Linked DNA regions of Mus musculus: region 1 is linked to region 2. Evidence: chromatin contacts called from public Hi-C data. All regions are on one chromosome and are shown on one strand. The core of a region is the stretch at or near the end of the contact, and the rest is flanking DNA. Distances in the headings are between cores, read along the strand shown.

Region 1 (4,787 bases), core at 1,251-3,750, 190 kb before region 2:
TAAAGGGAGAAAGTTGCTCAAGTGTGACTCGCGCCTGAAAATCCATGGGAGAAAGCAGTGGGGTCCAGAGCTTGAAGCTAGACGGTGCCACATTGTAGCTGGAAGTTCTTGCTATTTCATGCCTTAATGCTGAGAGGTGCTTCCATTAAAGCCATTGAAGTTTGATTTAACCCTTTCTCACTGCTAGCCCTGGGAAAGCTCCCTCCCTACCAGATTCTTTTCATGTCACAGTTAAAATATAAATACTAAAGAAAGAAATTCCTTCAATGCAGTGGTTCTCAACCTTCCCAATGCTGCTACCCTTTAATACAGTTACTTGTGTGTGGTGACACCTCCCCCCCATCATAAAGTTATTTTCATTGCTACTTCAGAACTGTGATTGTGCTACTGCTATGCATCATAATGTAAATATCTGATGTGCAGACTATCTGATATGCTACCCCTGTTAATAGGTCATTAGAGAACCCTCTGGGCTAAGAACCACTGCTTTAACGTTTTGTTTAGTATTGGGACCTCATCAAGATGGTACCAAGAGTGAAGTCCCTGCCCTTCTCAATCACCAAAACAAGGTTTCAAAGGCTGAGAACGCTGTGCTGACATCCATAGAGCAAACCAGAGTGCATGACACCCACCTTCCTGGCAGCCTGGACACGGAAGCAGCTCACATACTGTCTGAAGGGCGCCCTCAAGAGAAATAAGCCTGGGCACTGAAAATCATCAAGCTCCCCCAAGGAGCACGGAAGACAGCACACCCGTGCTCCCTACAGATGTCAAGGATGCCTGACACAGCTGTGCAGAAGCTCTTGTGTCACCCGATGAGCTCTGAAGGAAAGGAGGCCTGCGTCCCTCCTGAATACCCTTCCCATTGGGTCCTGCTGACTAACTCTAAATAGACTTTTTTTTCCATCATAAGACAGACACATCCATATTTGTTCGTATTACTGCTCAACACACACTCAACTTCACAGCCCGCATCCCAGAGGCGAACTCTGCTTTCCTAATCTTTTAATTTGGGGTGCGTGTCTCATCGTGTCCCTCATTCCGAGGAACACAGAGGAGTTCTGCAAAGTCCTTTTAGCACATGCTGCTGTTAGTCTTCCTCTGTGACACCTAGAGACCATTCTGGAAGTAGACACTGGCCCTTCCACCTGGCTTCCACAAGAAAGAGGCTTGAACAAATCACTGTCCGCTCCAGCTGAAACAGCTGAGCATGGCAGACCTTCAGGTCGCTGCTGAGAAAAGATGTCTGACAGTGAGAGCCACAAAAACTGGGGGCTCTTCACGGCCTCAGCCGAGAACAAATTCAACATCCAACAGAGTGACTAAGGCACTTTCTAAAAATGACCTGATTAAATCCATGCTGGCCGGCCATGAGAGTCATCTGAAAGATGACCAATAGTTTAGGTTCTAAGGAAGCAAGACATATTTGAAACATTCTTTTTACATTTTTATTACATGCTTAAGTGTGTGTGTGTGAGTATGCATGTGTGTGTGTGTGTGTGTGTGTGTGTGTGTACATGCACAGATGCCATGGCATATGTGTGGAGGCCAGAGGAAAACTGACAGAAGTCAGTTCTCTTCTATCCCCAGGTATATCCCAGATATTGAACTTGGGCTGTTAGGCTTGGTGGCAAGGGCCTTTAACAGCTAAGCCATCTTGCCGGCTCCTTGAAACATTTTAAAACGGCATTTCTAAAATGCTACCTAACGAAGTACAAACAAATTCTAAATGGGCGCGAGGGAGTCATGGAGGGCTCCATGGTACTTTACAAACACAAGGATCTTATCAGCTCCCAGAGTCCATGTTGATTTGTAAGCCTCGCAGACTGGTGCGTGCCTTTCATAGTAGCACTTGGGCGATAGAAGCCAGCCTGGTCTGCATAGTAAGTTCCAGGACAGCCAGGATTACACAGTGAAACCCTGTCTCAAAACAATAACTAAAACCCAACAAAATAAATCAGGACAGGCAGATAGATCACTGGGCAGCTTTGACAAACTTTGGGCCAGGGATACCCCGTCTCAAAAACAAAACAAGAACAACAAAACCCCACAACAATAACAACAAAAAATCCACAGCCAGATGGTAGATGGTGCCTAGAGAACATGGCCAAGACCGAGGCTGGCCTCTGGCCTCCACATGCAGACATCGACACAGCAACAAAGACTAGAAGTGGCAGAGGCGCTCAGTCAGCTTTTATCTCTCTTCACTGTCAGCCTCAGATCAGCTCAAAATTCTGATGGAAGGGCAGAAAGTCAGGGACAGCCCCAAACCTTAGGCTCTTTTTAGACAGTTCTATCAAGAGAATTAATGGAGAATGATTTTTTTTTCCCTCTCAGCAATGACCTGGAGGCCACAACTGGTCCTTCCTCCTTCTCTCTCTCCACAGGAAGGCAGAGCCCTTACTTAACCTTTGGTAAGGAATGCACTGAGTTAGTCACCTCTCCCTCTGTGCATGCATGGTGTCCACCCTGCATAGCACACTGCTCTGTAATTTAAATGACCCTGGACTTGGCATGCATCTACCCAGGGCAATGTATTTACCCAGAGACCTGCTTCCTGACTCAGCTCTGAGTTCCTCCAAATGTTTTTCCCCCTTTTGTAGACACACAGTTGGGCACAGCTAGGCATAGACTATTTAACTATTTATTTCCACAAGAGAAACATCTGTGTAGTATTAATTACACAGGTCCTTACTCCTAATATTTATGTATGTTAACAACCTCTAATTTACTAAAATAACTGTGTTTGGCTATCGGGACTCATGTCAGATCCAGTCACTGGCCTGTTACTGACTCTTCCCTGAGACTGAGGGAGGATCCCAGGCCAGGCTCACTGTCAACGCAGGAACTTTATCTGCTGTCCATATAGACAGAATGGGGACACATTTACTTTCTGTGACTTAAGCTTCAGAAACACAATTCCAGCAGCCTCCCCTCCCCCATCCCAGAGCTCATCTCCCATTTCTGCACATATGCTAATAAAATCCAAAGGAGGCCAACCCTTATCTTTTCCTCCTACCATATAACTTCTTACTCTTTCCTTTTCTGGTTCATTTTTAAATGACCATTTCCCAGATGTGCGCATGTGTAGATATGAATAGCTTTGCTTCTGACAACAGCAACAAAGAGCACAAAGAGCACACACAGTGGAGGGACTGTGGTCATCACCAGAAGGAAAGGGCCCTAGGGGATTCTCAAGGTGACAAAGAGGAGTAGAGCCAGCGCACAAGCTGAAGAGCTGCTCTGGCAAGACCGGGAGACTAGATCAGGCACTCAGAGATCTTCCTGATTGAGTGTGGCTGATCTCAATCGGGAAGATCTCTGAGTGCCAAACTGAAGAGTTTTTATCACATACACACACACACATACACACACACACACACACACACACACACACACACACACACACACACACAGAGAGAGAGAGAGAGAGAGAGAGAAATTTTTTCTTTGAAAAAAAAATCTCTTGTAATAAGAAAGCATGGCCTGAGAGAAGCAGCCCTGGAGAACGATGGGGGTTGGGGGATGGTAGAACGAGGGCTCAGAGGGTAGAGGACACAGAGCAAGCCTGACAGAACCCACCTTCAAAAAGCCAGACGTGGTGGTGTACACCTGAAATCCCAGAGCTCCTCCTTCAGAACAGGAGGTGCAGGCAAAAGAACCCTTGGTTTCAGCAGAAGATTGAATTTAATTTTAAGGTCCACTCTTTGAAATGAACTCATTTTTCCTATATGTAGATGACATACGTATGTTAATAACCTGCCATTTTATTTTCTTTCCTCCACTAATCTATTTTTCATTCCAATGAGCCCAACTGAAGACCTTGGAGAAGCTAAAGGAATAATAGTTTTCCTTCCCCACCCATTTTATAAGTAGCCAGCTGAAAACACTGAGTTGTGTGTATGGCTCAGCAGCAGCATTAAGCCCCCAAGTCCACAAGCATGATCAGGGTTCTGGTACACAGTCTACCAAGAGAGCTGAAGTGCCTTAGTCTCACAGAACGCCTGTCACTGTTGAGATGGGATTTCACTACATTGCCCAGGCTGGCCTCAAGCTCCTGGACTGAAGCAATGCTCTTGCCTCAAGCTTTCTGAGTAGCTGGAACCAGAGTCACTAGTACACCAGACGAGCAGAGCATCTTGAAGGCAAATCCGAGTTAACAGGAGGGCAGTCTCCAGAGAATGATTACAAAAGGCAAACTGTAAAAGGAATTACAGGTGAGGGAAAAGAAACTCTCTTTCTAGATCTTTTCTTTTTATTGGAACTCTAAAATATTACTATATAGACACATATTCTGTTATATTTTAAAATTTTAAAAAAAAATCCTTCTCTGGTCTGGCAAGATGGCACACCAAGTGTCTGTGTGTAAAACCTTGACCTGAGTTTGCTCCTCAGATCCCATACAGGACAGAGAACCACCTCCCCAAAGCTGTCCTCTGACCTCCATAGGCACGATGTGGCACTAGCCTGCACACATTACTGACTTAATAAATAAAATGAAAAAGACGTATGTCCTCACTTGAGCCCATACCCGACAGTTACTGCCTCACCACTCTGTGCTTACTCAGTGGCATCTTTCCTCAGTGGTCTCTCCTCAGATTCCAGCCTCTGTGTAACTCACCACAGTGAGATTTTCAGCCCGGCTGATCCACCCGACGCCACTCTTACTGTTATCACAATTGATATGACATTCTTATCAGGGTAGTCTTCATATTGTCAAACCCTAGCTAATGTCTGTCCTGATCCTGCTTGATTTTAAGAAGCCCTTGAAAATATAATTACTCCTT
Region 2 (4,279 bases), core at 1,455-3,954:
CCACCAGGGACCTGTTTGTTTAGCTATGGAGACTAATCGTGTTTTCAGCCTGGCTGCAAACATTTGGGATTTCCCAGTGGCTTACTTTGCTTCTGGATACAGCCTCCTGACTTTCCTAGATTTCACATGAACCAGTGTGGAGTTAAAGCCTGCTTAAGGTTAGCTGGGTTATAGGTGGTGTGGACTCCCAGCTTCTGTCCCCCAAAAACAACAGTGCTGGAGATGCGGGGCATCATTTACTTACCCCATTTTTTAGCTAAAACCAATCTTTGGGACTCAGTCTGGAGAGTCCTATAGCTGAACATATGCAGATGTTTTTGTCTTAGGAACCACTGAGAGAACTTTACTCAAGCTAATTCCTAGGTGAAGAATGAGCAAAAGCTGTTTCATTTCCAACATCCCTTAGGAAAAGAGGAATATTCTCACGCCAGTTTCTCCCCACCCCACTTGTCTTGGTGGCTGTGATACATTTACGGTCCTTGCAGATCAGCCAAAAGGGTAATGATCCTCAAGCCCGGCTAGCGACGAGATCTCTATAGAGGATGCTAACAGAGCGGACACTGACTTAGCACCATCCCTGGGCAGCATCTGCAGAGGCAGGAAGTACCCTCTCGTCTCCATCAGATGTCTGGGTCTGGGATCCCTTCCATGAGAGAAACTCTGAGGGCTGCCAGGACTCTGCAGACTTCTCGCTCCAGTTCCTGGATCGTGAGTCTCTGCATTGTGTTCCGGAATCTTCCATCACCCTTGCTGACTAGAACCAAAATGAAGAACAAGGGCTGCCTGGCCATGCATTCAGGAACCAGGAGCACTAACTGTCGGTAGACAATGCGGGCTGCTTAGGTGTGTTCATTCCTGTGCCCTCGAGTGCCACCTACATCCCTGCCTTCACGGTATGCGTGTTCCCTCCCCATCCTCTCTCATCCCCTTGCACTTACAAATCCTACCTAGCCCAGCACTTGGGAGGCTGAAGCTGGAGGATCAGGCCAGCTTTGGTAACACAGCAGTTAAAATGCACCAGCCCCCCCCCCAGGTTGCTTTATTTTTTCACTTCATCAGGATGTGCGTCTGGTTGTTCCTCTCACTAGTTGTTTAGTTCCTTACATATGTGCACATCAAGCCAGAGGTTACCCTGAGTAGTGCAGCTGTCTAGCCTTGAACCAACTTAGCGCAGAACTAGGCAAGGCCTTGAGACTGGTGGTGTCTAACCTGAAGCCAGCAGTTCTACAGGAAAGTGTGAAGGGAGTTCTCATCTATAAAAAAAGAAACAGTAACTCAATTGACGTGAGGTTTGCAGAATGCACTTTAAGCATAATCAATATCTACCTTAAGTACTTCATTAAATAGTTTGATTGAAGTCACCGAGTTGCACATCCATCCTCCATGCTGGCTAGAGACGTCATCATGGAGACTGCTTTCAAGATGGATCTTATCACTTGGTAGAGGTATGCTGTGTGCTTACCTCTAGAAAGCAGGTTTCTAGTCTGCTTTCTTTTGTGGGAAAAGTCCAAGAGTGGAATGCCCAAGTTAAACCTTACAGGATAGAGATGGGGAAGGGATTGTTGTAAATCATTAATATAGAGCAGACACGGTTTATTTTTTCTCCAAAGAAAAGAGAAAGCAGGGAGTTTTCCAGGCAAAGCATACAGATAGGGGGTGGTAGGGAATGGCCTGCACCCCTAAAAGGATGCCTGCAGGAAGGGCCTTCCATGCTGACCTCCAAAGGCTAGGAGTGTGACTGGGCAAAATATTCACCTGCATCTGCCCTCTCTCCTTTCCTTCTTAGAAAATCTTTTACCGTGTCCTCAACTCTTCAGTTTTCAACCACAGATTAAGGAAAGGCTCATTAGAAAGTCTGAGGCCATAGGCGTTAAAGAAATTATCAACCCCCCAAAGTCAATATCCAATTACTATACCATTTTGGCTGTTCCACACAATTAACCCTGCTGCAGAGTCCAAGGGAGGCCAGGGGAAGACCCACGCTGCTGGGTGCTATGGCTTCTGGCTTAGTCCTTCCTATTGTGGGGAGACCCACACTGCTGGGTGCTGTGGCTTCTGGCTTAGTCCTTCCTGTTGTGGGAGACCCACACTGCTGGGTGCTGTGGCTTCTGGGTTAACCCACTGTGCTGTACTGCAGGGGTGGGTAGCCCCAGGCCTGGATCTAGGAGGTGTCAGCATTCCAAATAGACTTTATTCTACTTTGCCTTGAGACCCAAAGCGAATGACAGGCAGAGAGGGGCAAGATTTGATCAGAGGCAAAGGGGAGCATGAAGGATTTTGCTTTCTTAGTTTTCATTTTTCAGCTCCTATCCAAGTAATAACCGCCCCATTGGGAGGATGCGGCTCAGTTTTATTAGATCTCCTTGAAAAGTGTCCCTCAGTGCAGATAGCAACTGCCGGGTTTAAAGCTAACTAACGTGAATGTGATTCATTAACTTTAAAATCGAGCTCCGGGGTAGTCACGTCTGATTTTCCTGAATTTTGTTGAGAGCAAATGGAATCTTTTCAGTGGACTGCATTTAGCTGTAGGAGAGAGGTTGAAGAATTGGCAATGGGCTTGCTGGAAAGTCCCACAAAGCAGTTGTCTGTAGGGATTAAATCTCTGACTGTCCTTGTCTGTCAGGAAAAGCCCTCTGGGTTGTGGGCAGCTCCCAGCAATGCTAATGTGCTGCTGTCCAGGGAGGCGGAGCAGCAGCCTGCTAGGTTCAGAGCAGCGGTGGCGGCGGCGGCGGGGAAAGCCTGGCCGTAGGTGTGCGTGGGCGAGAGCTGGGCGCGCTCCGCCTGAAGTGTGCAGAACAGCAGCCATATCTTGCCACGGGGATCCCTCCCCCCAAGAGCAATTCGGGTAATTCCTAAATGCTAATGCATTTCAGCACCAGAGTGGCCCGTGCTCTTGTTGCAGAGAGGAGCAGGAAAGCATGAAGAGAATGATTTAAAACGCCAATCAGTTTCTGGAGAACGTAGCTTTTACTCCCTTGATGAAGCTGTTCAAGAAGGACCTTGCTGTTGCCAAATGAGTTTGCGATTCTAGGATGCACAGGCAGGGGTGGCCCTTGTTCTCCCTCACCTAGAGTTCTCCTGCCCCTAGCTCAGTGGTTCAGGACCTTCCTCGTCCCGTGACCCCTTAATAAAGTTCCTCATGTTGTGCTGACCCCCAGCCACAACACTATTTTTGTTGCTACTCCATAACTGTAATCTTGGATAATAGAGGGTTTTGTCAGAGGGATCGCGACCCCCAGGTTGAGAACCACTGTTGTAGCTGCTAGGCATGCAGCTGCCCTTGCGTGATCCAGCAGGAGAATCTCCTCAGCTCCCTCACACAGTGAGCGGAACGCCTGGTGGTGGCCGCCTCTCCAGACAACCCTGCCTGCGCTGCTGCCAGTCAGGGCTTTCCTCATAACCTTGGTGCTTCTGCGGCAAGGTTAGTGGTTGAGCTTACCACACTTGTCATCTCTGCCTTCACACACCATCCTGATTCCTCCCCAGCCACCCCTCCCACTGGGGTCCCGTAAAGTTGCAGGTGGTATGCAGAGACTGAGGGTGACATTTTAAAAACACACCAGAGTTTTGTTTTTGTTTTTATTTTAAATGGTCATAATAGAAACCCCAGTGTCTAAAAACATTCTGTGACCGTCACATTTAGTGGCAGCTTAGAGGAAACTGAATATGAAAGAGCCAGAGGTACTCTAGGGAGGCACGCTTGCTCAGTAGCTATTTATCTGGGGTTGAGATGAGCTGCTTTTATGTGTTGGTATGTAGTCAAGAATTGCGTTTTCTTTCTCACTTTGAGTGTCTATGTAAATTCTCCAAGTGGAAATGAAGCTCCATTTATCTCCGAGTGTCCCCGGGCCAGGCTTCTGTAAGACCTCACAAGGCTGCGGGTTTTCATCTTATTTTAATTTGCAAGAAAAGCACTATAATGCATGTGTAGCCATTTATTTTAATCTAGTGTCAGTTGTCGGTGTAATCATGGAAATGAATGAAGGGATCCCTGAGACAAAGGAGGTTTTTATAGAAATCAAAGGAGCGTTGCTCAGCAACTCTTAATTAATAGTTGTTTACTGACTGTGTATTCCAGGGACATGTCGAGCAATTTAGGGATCCTGAAGAAAATAGCCACTTCCTCCACTCCAAGCCGCTTCTCTCCAGTTTGAGAGGAGAGTTACAAGACTCAAGGAAGGCAGTTTACTACAGTGAACACACAAGATGACAGATCGCCAGTGTGGTAGCACATACCTTAAATCCCAGCCCTCAGAAGACAGAGGCAGGCAGCTCTCTG

The links. A called contact is a pair of places that touch in the nucleus more often than the background predicts.
Region 1: a contact with region 2 is called in a Hi-C map of pancreatic cancer cells, with 3 times the contacts expected there. The contact joins two enhancer-like sites. A contact is called at or near these places in 2 of 484 Hi-C or Micro-C datasets (hematopoietic stem and progenitor cells and pancreatic cancer cells), 2 of 115 datasets of contacts at active chromatin or transcription factors (embryonic stem cells and pancreatic cancer cells) and 1 of 9 other capture datasets (liver).

The regions. Positions count from the first base shown.
Region 1 is chr10:59,722,519-59,727,305 of GRCm38.p6, reverse strand. All of the region lies in intron 1 of Micu1 (mitochondrial calcium uptake 1), which reads right to left. Among named protein-coding and RNA genes, the nearest start is that of Micu1, 22 kb to the right of the region's middle. Within about 2 kb of position 2,500, at least 49 of the 459 cell types and tissues checked have an H3K27ac peak or open chromatin away from gene starts, as enhancers often do. A contact at or near this core is called in pancreatic cancer cells, where this site is marked.
Region 2 is chr10:59,538,061-59,542,339 of GRCm38.p6, reverse strand. All of the region lies in intron 1 of Mcu (mitochondrial calcium uniporter), which reads left to right. Among named protein-coding and RNA genes, the nearest start is that of Gm40671, 35 kb to the left of the region's middle. Within about 2 kb of position 2,704, at least 171 of the 459 cell types and tissues checked have an H3K27ac peak or open chromatin away from gene starts, as enhancers often do. A contact at or near this core is called in pancreatic cancer cells, where this site is marked.